Regions from separate parts of the Gasterosteus aculeatus genome. Here region 2 is linked to region 1. A link is a contact called in public Hi-C data. All regions are on one chromosome and are shown on one strand. The core of a region is the stretch at or near the end of the contact, and the rest is flanking DNA. Distances in the headings are between cores, read along the strand shown.

Region 1 (2,619 bases), core at 44-2,543:
TTTACCATGTTTTTCTCCAGCTTGATCAAGAATTGTGGAGCCAAAAGCAGCTTCTCGGTCTTTGATCTGACGGTTAGTGCAAAAAGTTGTTATTTTAATTGCTATGCATCAAGCAGCACATGGTAGAAATGTAATAAATACATAGTTATTATGCGCACAAAGTAAATTGTCCTTATATTTGAAATAAATGACACGTAGTAGTGGGGTTGTTGTTAAGATTTGCATGGGAGAATTTAACAATAATAATACTGGATACCTTCAACAGTGTCTGGAACAATCGGAGGACTTGAACAATGTTCTCTGGGGCTTTATCCTTCACCTCCCATTCTTCTGTCTTTGTGGTTAGAAGTGAAAAAACAGTCATCACTGCTTTGAGGTCATTACGAAAAACAGGGAAGCCTTGGTGATTTGTCACCTAAACAGAAATGCAATTAATGCTAGAACTATTCATTTGTACGGGCGGTGACATTTACCAAAACAAACATGTCGATGACCTCTTCCAACTGGGTTTTGTCAAAATCGAGGAGGCTCGCCGGGCTAATCCGCGTCACTTGATCCCACTCCAGAGTAGCAGGCATCTTGGCCGGGGCGCGCTTATAAATATTAACGCAGGAATTGAGCAGAAATGTCGCCTGAACTCAGAGGAGGAGTCAGCTAGCTCATTGAAGTTGATGAGTTACGGCCTCGCTTCTCAAAATAAGCCTCATCTTTCTATACTTGCTTGTACACCACATTGCTTCTAAAGGTAAGCTAACCTTAACTAGCGGCAGCTCACGTTAGCTGCATTTATGATAACGCTCAGAGGACATCAGGTTAAGCTAACGACATTCAGAGATCAATAACTCCGCTCGTGTTCGTGAATAAGTTCGCGAGACGCTTGTGGTTTGTGGTAATTGCTTTAACCAAATGTAGGCGAGGTTTACATCGCTCAGTAAGATAACGTTACATTGCAATGTCCCAGGTCGAACACACAGACTAACATTTCAAAGGAGTTGAGACGGCGGTAAGAAGCCATCGTTGGACTCCCGTGACGTGACGCCGTGTCTGCTAGGTTACCGTGACAACACCAGCAGTGACTCGGTCAGCTAGCTAGTCCAGCTAGTCCACAGGCATATAACTTAAAGTAAAACGAGGAGCGTGAACCCTCGCAAGCGTCTTAACCAAACTGTAAACACACAAAGGACACAGCGTTACAAAAAGGTATCGCTAAGTTGCACTTTAAGAACTTTCCTTTGGACGCATAGACCCGAGTCTGTTCCGGCTAACGTCTCATTTGCGCGGTTACCTCTGCCCCGGAAGTGATAGTAATGACACTTCCGGGCTAACGTTTTCGCAAGTGGAATGCCGCTATCTGAATCGATCCCTTCGTAGGTTTGTAACTAATTGTTCACCATTCAAAGATTCTAATGCCATCCCGCAGTCGCCGTTTGCCATTTTATAAACGCGGTAGGTAGGAAATTCAGTAAATACCTTCAAGACATCTGCGCCCACCTTATCCGGCGCAAAGACTTTTGTCAAAGCAAGTTAGCATTAGCTAGTCGCTGTACCGCTAGCTAATATTATGCTGAAAGCCAGTGGTTTGATTGCAAGATTATCAATGGTATTTGGGGCTTTTTGTGCTTTTATGTTGTCGCGGTCGAGTGATAGCAATGTGTATTTCGTCCGAATGTCCAATGCCTGCCCTTAAATAGCTATTTCATTAGGATATAAGTTCATTCACTTGCTAAGCTGTTACTATCCACCCTCCAATGCTTTTGCAGCCAGCTGGTACTGTGAAGTTAACTACCGGCTGCTATGTTTTTTCAGCCTGTGTGCTAAAATCCTCACAGGTAGTTTCACTTGTCGTGTAATTAGTCTGCCAGATGATAGTCCAGAATTCCAGACTAGAATAAAAACATGGCAATCTACTTAACCGGGTGCCAGAAAAAATGGGTGTTGGAAGTGAGGACCACCACAGATTTAAGCCACCGTAACTGTCATTGAGTAATATGACAAGGAAGCTACAAAAGAACAGTAAAAACTAAATGTGGATTACTCGCTGTAACATATTGGTGTGTGAGGTCCTTTGAAAAGCTGCATTGGTATTATGATTGAATAGTGATTGAGTCCAATCAGGAAATCCTGATTGGTGTCTGCTCATTTGAATGTTTGTCATACCTCTTTCCTGCACAGTGATCAATGACGGCTTTGGTCAGCCATGGCTGTCGTGTCATGGAAGGAGATTTTACTTTTGACTGGACTGGTGGTTGGATGTTACTGGAACAGTGTGTCGTGCGGCTTTGTCTTTGATGACGTCTCCGCAATTCTCGACAACAAGGACCTACGGCCCGCAACCCCTCTGCGCAACCTGTTCCTCAATGACTTCTGGGGAACACCCATGGCGGAGGTAATTCACGGCCCACCATGCACCTTCGGTTTATCGGTATTTGCTTACGGTTTGGCCTAGTTTAAGGGGTGGTCAGTAAGCAGTTTTATTTAGGTTACTTTGGTTCAACTTAACATGATTTTAAACGATCTGCCGTTGTTAGCGTGAGAGAAATCATTATGATCACATCACAGTCATATGATTAGCTCGAAAGCCTTTGATGTCTCTCAATCCGTCAACTGATATCTTTGTTT
Region 2 (2,619 bases), core at 50-2,549, 170 kb after region 1:
GCGCTCGCAGCGTTGCTGTGGAAACAGGCTTTGCCGGCCTTCAAGTGGATTGTTTTGGGACCGCAAGACGTTGACAGCTAGCCCCGCTGCTCATCCTGGCGGGGGCGTGTGCTTCGGGCCCGCATCTGGACAACGTGAGCAGACACTTAACGCACGCACACAATGCCTCCCCCAATGCCGTTCATCCCGTTCACCGCGAGGCCAAGGGCCTTGGGTCTAACCTCAGCTAAAAGGCCCTCCCATCACCGGTTAGCTCCGGGCTGTTGCCATGGCGAGGAGCGGTGTCTGTTCTCATCTGCTGTCGCGCTCGGCCTCCGGGAGTCTGATATAATCTCAGCCCGTCTGCACTAGGCAACCTGAATGCTCTCGCATTAAGGCGCTGACACACCAAACTAACGTCAGCAGAGCAGCAAAGGCTGACCCCTCACCTCCCGTCTTCATCGGACCGGTGTGAGGGAAAGGACACCGGCAAACATAAAAAGTGCCACAACGACAGACAAAGACCAACCATTTGGATGCTTAGTGGACCATTCTTATTACGTATCAGGTGGAGGTGGAAAAGAGTTCAGGCCAAACTCAGGAGTCCCATTAGTAATTAATTAGTAAGTCCACCGTATGCGAAGAAGCAACACATTGTCAATAAACATTACATTATGAGGTAATTGTTGCTTGCTCGAGGTGTGAGCGGAGCACCACGCGAGTAGTGAAAGACGCTTGTGTGTGTGACCGGTCAGCGAGGTTTCGTCCTCTGGAAACCCCAGAGGGACCTTTTGGGGACCAGCAAGTTCGATTCGGATTCCTGGGCTGCTGAGCGCTGATTCAGCCTTGAAAATACAATTAAACAAAACGTCCATGAAAAGTCCTTCACTGCCTGGTGTATGTATTGATGTATAAAGAGTTAGTGTTAAAATGTGGGCAATAATTGATTGGAGTTCTGACAGCCTGAGAAAGGCGGGACGTAAACGGCGGAAATCACTGGTCACTGAAGGAGGGAAATCAACCGACTGACCCTTCAGGGGTAAACTCCTCTGGTTGTAAAGAGGTCCGTGAGGAAACAACCCTGCTTCGCCCTTGTTTTATGCAAACATTGTTCTAAAAACGCCTCATTCGTCCCAAAGTCAAGGCCTCAGAAGGAGGAAGGGCGACTTTGTCGACATCTAAATACAGACACACGTTTCCATTTGCTGGAACTTTCAGTTCTTTCTTTCTTTGGCTGCGTGCTCTGTCACGTTTACATCCTGTGAGTCAGTCGGCAACTCTGGTTCCTCTAGTTTCATCACCCCTTCACGTTCCGTCCTACTACACTTCCTCTTCTTCTACTTTTCCCTCCGTTACGTGCCAAGTGGCAGCGGCGCCTCGTGTTATCTCCCTTCTCGTATCTTTGGCTTCCACCGACAGGAACCGCTTGCTGGTCATCCACAGAGACGAGGGACTATGCCCAGACACGAATGGGGAAGGCGGTGTTTCTGAATAATGGCTCTGGTTTGGTCGTTGCCACGGTAACAGAGACAGACAAATTTAGGAAGTTGCGAAATCCTTGATTGATCGTGATTCACTATGTTAAAGGCGCGTCTTGATTCGCGGTGAGCTACTTGCCGTCTTCGGGGCGAAACCTTTTCCCTTCCGGGCGCTGGGTTAGCGAGGCCGGATTTAATTCTACTGGAGGTGTGAGCCAAAAGCAAAAGGACAGACACAGATCTGAACAGTAACACGCTTGCAGATTTATGCTTTGAATGGATCACGCAGCAGAAAAGTCTCTTGTTAGCGAGGACATGAGGCCTTTCGCTGAGAACTTCAGTGACTCGTATCCCAACCAGGGGCTTTTTTCTTTGGTTTCTTTCCCACCAAAGTCTCAAGTAGAGGCGAATCCTTTCACAGCAAGGAAGTGAATGAGCGTCATTGTGGCTTTGCATGGGATTAGCCCATTTTGAAGCCCCTGAGTAAGATTTACCCACATTATTCACATTTTAATGGACATTCCCTCCCGCACATGCCGGCTCAAATCAAAATCCGCGGCAGTGAAATAAGGCGGCGGCGGGCTTAACGCCACGGAAGAAATTTCAAGGTTCATTGACCTCTCTCGAGTGCGAGTATTGTGAGAACACAACGAGTATTGACATGACAAACTGGGAAAATACATAGATTTGTCCCTTTTTGAACAAGAATGAATGGCCGTACAAAAAGCAAAGGACAGGCAGATGTGACTCTTCAAAAGGCCAGCGCAATCATTTCACATGGTGCGATAGCACTGCTCTTCATGGTCACACCGATGGCTTCCAAAAACAACAACAACAACACACTGCTGAGTTGTTCAAACAATGCAGCAATGTTCACTTTAATCCAGAAGTCCACTCCAAATGCACCCAATGTTGTCAACCGTACAAATCTGCTCCTGGTGGGCTTGATGGTAAATTCCCTCTCGATCATTAACTGATGGCCTCCAGGATAAGCGGTTTGACAATGGATGCATAAAATATTTTTACTATTTCAACCCTCAGCCATTTCTGTGCTGTATTATATATATATAAAAGTTTTGCTGCGTTGATGTGGCGGCATCTGTCGGTCAGACTGATAATTGCAACAAACAGAAACGTCTGCGTACAAGAGGACTAAAGCAAT

Evidence for each region. Hi-C and Micro-C count contacts between places; a contact is called where the count stands out from the background.
Region 2: a contact with region 1 is called in a Hi-C map of skeletal muscle, with 2.3 times the contacts expected there. The contact joins the enhancer-like site here to the promoter of cep290 in region 1. A contact is called at or near these places in 2 of 6 Hi-C or Micro-C datasets (skeletal muscle and tail fin).

The regions. Positions count from the first base shown.
Region 1 is chrX:15,252,946-15,255,564 of fGasAcu3.hap1.1, forward strand. It overlaps cep290 (centrosomal protein 290), which reads right to left and starts at 1,294. Exons shown (of 52, transcript XM_078082391.1): 1 at 474-1,294; 2 at 257-334; 3 at 1-66. The coding sequence starts at 578. tmtc3 (transmembrane O-mannosyltransferase targeting cadherins 3) reads left to right here and starts at 545. Exons shown (of 14, transcript XM_040162212.2): 1 at 545-745; 2 at 2,173-2,386. The coding sequence starts at 2,198.
Region 2 is chrX:15,418,417-15,421,035 of fGasAcu3.hap1.1, forward strand. The region is part of intron 10 of poc1b (POC1 centriolar protein B); the gene reads right to left. Among protein-coding and RNA genes, the nearest start is that of cep41, 12 kb to the right of the region's middle. Within about 2 kb of position 1,300, at least 3 of the 9 cell types and tissues checked have open chromatin away from gene starts, as enhancers often do.